Linked DNA regions of Rattus norvegicus: region 2 is linked to region 1. The links are chromatin contacts, called in public Hi-C maps. All regions are on one chromosome and are shown on one strand. The core of a region is the stretch at or near the end of the contact, and the rest is flanking DNA. Distances in the headings are between cores, read along the strand shown. Region 1 overlaps Cnrip1 (cannabinoid receptor interacting protein 1). Region 2 holds the start of Dnaaf10 (dynein axonemal assembly factor 10).

What was found. A called contact is a pair of places that touch in the nucleus more often than the background predicts.
Region 2: a contact with region 1 is called in a Hi-C map of psoas muscle, with 2.2 times the contacts expected there. The contact joins the promoter of Dnaaf10 here to the enhancer-like site in region 1.

The regions. Positions count from the first base shown.
Region 1 is chr14:95,694,357-95,698,450 of GRCr8, forward strand. Cnrip1 (cannabinoid receptor interacting protein 1) reads left to right here. Exons shown (of 3, transcript NM_001014232.2): 3 at 1-16. Among named protein-coding and RNA genes, the nearest start is that of Cnrip1, 32 kb to the left of the region's middle. Within about 2 kb of position 1,780, at least 8 of the 93 cell types and tissues checked have an H3K27ac peak or open chromatin away from gene starts, as enhancers often do.
Region 2 is chr14:95,818,396-95,822,809 of GRCr8, forward strand. It overlaps Dnaaf10 (dynein axonemal assembly factor 10), which reads left to right and starts at 1,877. Exons shown (of 8, transcript NM_001127559.2): 1 at 1,877-2,101. The coding sequence starts at 1,919. Pno1 (partner of NOB1 homolog) reads right to left here and starts at 1,508. Exons shown (of 7, transcript NM_199083.2): 1 at 1,268-1,508; 2 at 997-1,146. The coding sequence starts at 1,471.

The DNA.
Region 1 (4,094 bases), core at 530-3,029:
ACATTGAAAAGCATGGCCCAACTTGAACTCTGAATTGCACGACAGCTGCCTAGCAGGTCAATCTCTTTTCTAAGATGGTGGACTCAAGGGGCTGGGGATTTAGCTCAGTGGTAGAGTGCTTACCTAGGAAGCGCAAGGCCCTGGGTTCGGTCCCCAGCTCCGAAAAAAAGAACCAAAAAAAAAAAAAAAAAAAAAAAAAGATGGTGGACTCAAATCTCTACCCTGAAGGGTAAGGGTCGTGTAGCCAGAGTAAAGCTAACATTCCTAACCGGGCCTCCAGCAAGGCCCAACAATAGCAGCAGGAGTCTAAGCATCCACTAATCAATCAGCATAAGTCCGTCATTACCTTTATTCTGTGGCAACTGCTCCACTGGTGAGCTACTGAGGGCCTCATCCTGTAGCTGAGCATATACACCACAAGCATTCAGACTCCACTGCCTGCTCACGGAGCACTTCAAAAAACATGGCACCCAGTCTGTGCGCCACGTGATTCCATAAGAAGGAATTTCCTCTTTAAAAAAAATAACGTCCTACCCTCTATCTTATCACTTACTTGAACATAAACAAACCCCACCTTGTTGGGGAAAGGCAGTTGGAGATTTTGTTTCTTTTTCTCTACCTGCAAGCTTTCATATGAGAATGTGGGGGTCCCTACCTGCAATCCCAGCACACGGGAGGATGAAACGAGAGAATTATTAAGTTCAAGGCAGCCTGTGCCTCATAGCCAGACCCTGTCTCAAAACACCAATCGCGTGCAAGGTTAATGGAAGTACTTATGAAGAGGTGATTTATTACAGGACTAAATTTGGAAGCCTTTGTTCCACCAGTTAGTAGCCTGCAATGAGTCTGTGCTACCACCAGGGAACAGTAATTCCCCGGTTTGGGGCTAATAAAAAGCTCACTGTGTTCCTCAGTGAGCTCGTTCCAATAGAATAGCATTTACTACATTTGCCAAGCAAGAGCGCAAGCCTACTTCTAATTGCCATATTTTAAACGTCTAACTTCAATTATTGGCCAGACATTAAACTATTTTTAAAAGTAGGGTTTTCTCTGGAATGCGGAGCGATCTGAAGACAATAAAAGGGGGACGGCGGCGCAGGGGAAGTCTTTATAAATATTTGATTCATAAAATGTTGTGTTTGTGAAATAGGCGTTTTCCAGCCCGTAAGTGACCGCAGAGCTTGGGCGTGTGCTTGGGGGCTGGACGTGGTTTCATCATGCTTGCAATAATGTGTGCTTCCTGAGGCCAGAGCTTCACTGCGAGTTCAAAACCAGTCAACACAGGACTGGAGGCAAAGTGGCGAATCTAACCATGTCAGCTTCGCCGCACAGAGGTGCTAAAAGAGCACGGGTGAAAAGCCAGGGCGTGAGCCCCACTAAGACCTCTCCTGAGCCCACGGTCCCCTCAGCCTATTCTATTCTAAAGTTTTACCAAAACCCTTTAAAATCTATGGCTCGCACCTCTCTTTTTAGAGTGGTGTGTGTGTGTGTGTGTGTGTGTGTGTGTGTGTGTGTGTGTGTGTGTGTGGCGGGGTTGGGGGTGGGGGATGGACGAGTGGTATAAATGAAGCAATAGGAAATCTTAACAATTCATCTGCCATGCTTCTGTCAACTTCTGTTCTATTTAGTATTGGACTCCAGCCCAGACTCTCTGGCTACTTTTCTCTGGTTCTCCTCCTCCTCCAAAATATAAGTGCTCAGCGCTATCAAGCAGCTGAGTTGTAACTTTGTCCCTCAACCACCTGGGAGAGTTATTTTTGTACAAGTTGTAGTCACTCCTTTTACTTCCAACCTCAGATGGCTCCCTCCCTAGAAGCCTGAGGAATGAGGCCATCCTTTTCATTGGGGTGGTGATGAAAACACTTTGAAGCAAGCGGAAGGGACGACATGCATTGGGGTATATGCTCGTTTCTTGAGAAGTCGTCTCTCATGGGGGCTGGAGAGATGGCTCAGTGGTTAAGAGCATTGATTGCTCTTCCAGAGGTCCTGAGTTCAATTCCCAGCAACCACATGGTGGCTCACAACCGTCTGTGATAGAATCCAATGCCCTCTTCTGATGTGTGTAAAGAGAAGTCCTCTCTCTAGCCATGTAAAGGGCACAGGTCACCGATGCGAACATAAAACATGACAAAAATAAAGATTCTGCCACAGACGCGTCAAAATCCCTTCGCTACAGACCGCGTTTCCTGCAATGACCTCCGACTCTGAGGTTAGACACAGTTCTGCCATGTGCACTGATCCAGTTTCTGGCTCTTTGGAAATTAAAAGCAGAACGAGTAGAGGAAAGAGGCAGAATAATCCCCCCCACACACACACACAGGAAAAGAAGGCAATCATCACAGTAAGTCAAAACATATACTAGTAATGTCCATTTACAGTAGAGATGCAAATCTCTCCTAAATCGAGGCGTCGCTACAGATACCAAATAAAAATTCATGTACATGGCCATGGCTCAGAGTCATTTAAGGGCACCGGCCCACGGTTTTCATTAATGCATCGTGCATGGTCCAGTGCTTGGGGGCTCAGATTCCGGAACCAAATACCTCGTTTAAGTCCTCATCCGGGACGGGAGAAGGAAGTCTAGACTGCCCTGCCTCCACCTCCCAGTGCTGGAATTGAAGGTGTCAACACCACACCTGACAAGACTCCCGTCTTTAATAAAATGCAGAACCAGGACAGAATCAGAGCACTTCAGTAAAGGTCAAGATTCATGTCAAATTTTCTATATCTTATTTCTTTCAATCACCTTGTCCTTGTGAGACAGGCAATGTACATCCCGTTTCCATTTCTCAAAGAAAAAAAAAAATCGTCCTGGAGATTGAAAAGCAAGATGCACGTTTACTTTCTTACAAGAAACCCCTTCATTTGACTTTTAATTTTGCCATTTGTGAGTTGATAAAAAAAAATAATACCTGATAAAGCCTCTCTTCTTCCCCTTACTCTCCGTTTGACAAGCAGAGTTTATTTAAAATATGTAATTATATATCCTCGGCCCTGCACTGTTTTGGGGGGAAAAATTGTTACGTTTGCTTTGCTTTGGTCTGTTTTAGCGTAGTAGATCACCTGATGTTCCCAAAGGAAGTGTGTGTGTTTGTGTGTGTGTGTGTGTGTGTGTGTGTGTGTGTGTGTGTGTGTGTTACAACACCTATAACATGATGATTTTTGCCAAGAGCAGAAGCATTCTTTTCCTGGAAGATCATTTTTACAACAGTCCCTCATATCTATATGAGATATTTTCTAAGACCCCTAGTGGATACCAAAAACTTTGAATAACACCAAAACCTATACATTCTGTTTGCTTGTTATACCTAATTTATGTAGTAAAGTTTAATTTGTGAGTTATGTACAAAAAAATTAATAACATCAATAATAATATAGCATAATTGTAAACACAAACCCTAATATCCTAAGAGAGATTGCATCAAACTGCTCAGAACTGCATACAGTTTAAAATGTATGGACTGGAGTTTATTTCTGAAGTTACCTCTTTGATTTTTTTTGGGCTAACCACTGACAATGGACAAATGACACTGTGGAGAGCAGAAGTTTGGATAAATGGACACCACTACATTTCCTGCAGCAGATTACATGGCGATAATCTTTTCCAGTAAAAGTTACGATGAATTAAACATTTTATTTAGGAAATAAGGCTCCTAACCTTCTGGCTCCCAACAAATGAACTTTTTGGTCCTGCACTAGAATTTCTGGGTATTCCAGATGGACACAGTAGCCCCAGCTTCCTTGAACACTGTCAGCCCAGCAGTTTCTCGGTCAGCATACAGCCTGTCCCTGTAAGCAATGCCCTGCCAAGTAAATGTGACATTTAGGCTGTCACATTTAAGGTTGTCAAATGGTTGAGTCAAGAAATGTCCAAAGTTGAGTTAGATGTTTGGTTTTATTATTTTATTTCTCTGAAGTGTCATCAACCTCTCTCCACCTAACGTCTGCTTTTCTCACTCTCGTGACAGCTTCCACATCTCCTTATTGGCTCACTGGAAACTGGCTGACACAGCAAAAAGGGTGTTGAGAATCTAGAAAGAGCTGGCTAACCGGCCAGCTGGCTGGCTCACTGGCCATAGCACCAGCCAGCAAAA
Region 2 (4,414 bases), core at 627-3,126, 120 kb after region 1:
AAATCCCATAAATATGTAGGATTTAAGTTTTTTCACCTATAAAATATGTCAGAGTAGAAGATCATGAATGGTCCCTTCTAGCACTAGGATGCAATTAGCTTGATAACTCTGGCTAAGGCAGTAAATTTCTTAACCTTCTCTTCCTAATCCTCTGGTATGGATGTCTATCACCCATGTCATACCTTAAGGATCAAATGATGTGGTATAGGTCAAGCTACCTCTGTGCGTCTGATGTACGGTATCAGCAAATCGGTATTAGCAAATACTAAGAATACAAACTAATGAGCCTGCAATAAACAAGGCAGCTAAGTACAATAGAAATGGATAAACTTCTAAAGAGAGCTTGAGTTAGATCTTGAAAGCTGACTGGACCTGAAGAAGACAGCTGAGAAAGTGGCCTTCTCCAGAGAGCAAAGCCACCAAAGATACTGGCAGAAAAAAAAATGGGGGGGGCGGGGGGGGGGACGCACAACTGGATCTCCTACTTGAAAGGCAGGCTTAGCCAAGTGTCTGGCTTCTATCCCTTAGAAACGCTGAGGATCCTAGAATATCATATTAGAAGCATTATGATATGGGAAAATTAATTTCGTATTGACACAGATCTACTGAAGAAAAAAAGAGACTTAATTTACATTTTCCCTGTGACACACGTTTGCTCCAAAAAGAGCACTTACACTGAAGTAGGTACCTGCAGTTAACCCCTTACTGATGTACATCCGTGGACCATTCTCTACTTTTATCAAGTCAACACAGAGAAGACACTCAAAAGGATACACAATATTCAGGAGTGATCTTACAAGCGATTTAGGAATGCAGTCAACACCTGTTTTGAATGTAGTTTTGAGGGTATTTAGTTAATTTGAAATTCACTATAGTAAAACGGGGGTTGGGGGACGCTTAACAGAATAACTCTACGAAGGAAAAAAATGCACTCATTTATTTTAGTTTTGAAGGGGAAAATTCGGTAGGTTAAAAAGGATAAGCCCTTTTCCTTACCCTTATTTCTACATTCCTTGATTTCAGGTTAAAGCGTATCTGAAGTCCTAAATGTTCAACAATCGGGGTAAATATCTTCATCCAGTTTTCTTTTAATGGTGTGTATCTGTTAGCTGGGACGGGAATTTTTCTCGTTTCTTCTTTCCCAGTCTGCAATAAAAACAAACACACACTCAGAAGGCGAGTGGAGAGATGCGGGCTGGAAAGGTGAAAACCGAGAATAGACCCTTTCGTCTGCCTGGGCCCCGCCCCGTCCCATCCGGATCCCCACCAGGAGCTGATCTCCCGAGAGCGGCGGGAAGACCGGCCTCTTCGCCGGCCGCGCCTCCTCCGTGTCCATGCGTCCAGCGTCTCCATCCTGTCCCGCCGCTGACGATTGCTCAGCCTGTCGCTTCTTCGCCCGGCGGCCCCCTCTGTGCGTGACGGGAGTAAAGCCGTCCTCCGTCCCGGTGTTTTGCGTCTCCATCTCGGCCATGTTCAACCCGGATAAGTGCAACCACTGGAACACGTGCGAGGTTGTGCCGCGCATGCGCCAGCCTCCACCAATCAATTTGAAGGCTCCGCCCCTTTTCCGAGGCGGGGTCCATGCGGGGGGCCTAGGGCAGGATTGGTCCGCGGTTCGGAATGGCTGCCCTAGAATATGCCTGTTTGCTAATGTCTCCGTGCCGTCTCGCGCTCGCAGCCAAAGCATTCACATTCTCTAATGTGTCTATGTGAAAACGTTGTGGTAAAGGCGGTAAATCAGCTTGTGCCGTGTGTGGAGAAGTATCTGGTGCGGTCTCAGCAGCTCACCCGGCATTTTCGGAGGCAGCCAAGCCCAGCTTGCTAAGGCGTCCGGGTTGAGTGCGGCTAGGGAGGGACAAACTGCCCCTGAGATGTTTGCAGTTTGGTTACCAGGTTAGCGTTTGGCTGCTTCTGCACCATGTCCACCTTCGAGAAGCCTCAGATCATTGTCCATATTCAAAAGGGCCTCAACTATACAGTGTTCGACTGCAAATGGGTGCCCTGCAGTGCCAAATTCGTGACGATGGGCAACTTCGCCCGGGGCACCGGCGTTATCCAGGTGTACGAGATCCAGCGCGGGGACCTAAAGCTGCTGCGGGAGGTGGGTGCAGGCTTGGATCTGTTTGGGTTTGCGTGGGTCTGCATCTCTCTTTGCCACAGCAGAAACAGAAAGGAGATTACAGATTGAGGAATACTTCAGAGTTAAAACTTTAACATCCCAAAATCTCCTTGCAGAGCTAGTACCTCGGCTCACTGCCAGCCTCTGCCTCTCGCCATTCTCGGTGCAGTCGATTGCAGGGTTTCTGGGAAGCCAAGTGGACATTGCTTGGCAACGTTCGAGGACCATTTAGGCTGTTGGCAATTGTTGTAGTCTACTAGTAGGTCTATGTAATAAACCCACGTGCCATGCCAGCAGAACCAAATGAGGCACCAGCAGGAGACCTACCACGAAGTTGGTGAAGACTAGTAAATACCCCATTCTTTCACAAAGTGTCAGTTCAATGCCTGGTAAGGCCCAGACATGGGAATTGCAATGCCAACGATCTTACGGAATTTATTTTCTGTTGGGGGAGACAGTCAAACAGCCAGACCAAGGATGCATAATGTAAATCAAGATGAGTTTTCTAATACACAGGTCTGTGAAAGTAAAAACAGATTTAGGATGAGTAGTAAGCAACTAAGGCAAATGCAGAGTAGAATATGACGTTTCCAGAAGAAACAACATGAGATAGTGGTGGAAGATCGTTATCTTTTAAAAAACAAAAACCCAAGCTGGAAGTGGTATTGCACAACTTTAATCGCAGCGTTCGGGGGTAGAAGCAAGAGAATTTCAGTTTGAGACCCTGTTTGCAGCGATCACAACCCCTGTTAAAAAAAAATTACCATACACATATAAAAGGGGTAAGTAGGGACCATTGCAAGATCTGTAAGACATTTAACAGATTTGTCCTTTTTTTTTCTTTAAGAAAAGCAGGACACCACTGAAGAACTTTTAGGAGGATAATGAATGACCAGATTACAGGTTTTGTAAAAGGCTGCCAGGTAGCCAATTACAGAATGGTGACAGTAATTGACATTTTCCCCCTTCCTTCCCCTCTCCTCCCCTCCTTTCTCCTTCCCTTTCCTGTACATGTTTTTTGTTTTTTTTTTTCCCTGCATGTATCTGTGTGTACCATATGCAAGTGCACCTGGTGTCCCAGGAGGCCGTAAGAAGGTATTGGATGCGCTGGAATGGAGTTCCGGTGGTTGTGAGTTACCTTGCGGGCCATTCTGCTCTTAATCACCAGGTTGTGTCTTCAGCCCACACTGTTCACGCTTTAAAACTCTTTCTTTCCTTTCTTTCCGAGATGGGTGTTTTCTGTTATCCAGTTGGCCTCAAACTGTTAAACCAGCTTCTCAGGGGGCTGGGATTCAGGCCTGGAGCCACAGTGCTGAGTTGTGGCTAAGGAACAATTTTATAGTTCCTTAAGGTTTTCAGAATGTTTCTATTTGGGTTGACTGAAACAGATAACAGTTTGTTGTTGAGGTGCTGAGAGTTGATAAGAAACTAGGGCAAGTAGGAGATAAATAAACTTGCATGGCAAGCTATGTGTTCCTTCCCTGAGCTTTGCTGAGAGCCTGTTTTCTGGTTTAGTTCCAACTCTATAGCCAGGCATTGGACTTGGAGATTCTAAACATGGTTTGATGCTTCCCGCCTTGCCTTGTGTTCCTCACTGCTTAACGCGCAGTCAACTCTTGCCAGTCCAGGGGCCAGTTCGGATTATCTGATCTCTGCTCAAGGAACCTTTCAGTACATTCCACTCCTATAATACTGACTGTCTGTGGCAGAAATAAACAGTCTGCCGCATAAGCCAGAAAGCAGTGCCTTCTCCTGTGCTTTGTAAAGACCAGTCTCTCAGTACACATTCATTCAAAGAATGAAGACTGAATGAACCTGAGACCCAGTTTTAAATACTGGTGTAGGGATTGCCAATCAGTGTTTCTGGTAAGGACTCTGAACAAGGAAGCATTGGCATAAGAGAAGCCTTAAAGTGAGGGCCAGTCAGCCCTCAGCCAGAAAGCATTTACAGGCTTGTGTTTTGCTTTCCCAAGAATTACAATTTTTTTTATATAGTTTAGTAATAAGTTATTCGAAGTGAAATAGTGTTTATCTCTTCTAATTTCTGAAGAATGCTAGCAAAGTCTTATTTATTTATTCATTTTTAGTGAAAGTAATATGTGTTTATGAGAGAACGTTTAGGAAATATAACTAGGGATAAGAAATTGTCATACCTAACCTGAACCACAAGAATGACGACTTTGATGTTTTGCTTCCTTTTCACTCCACTAGTAATTACTGAGGCTGCCATTAGAGGTACTGGGCTAAAAAAGAACATTTCTAAGGAACACGTTAGAAACAAAGCAACTTTCAGAA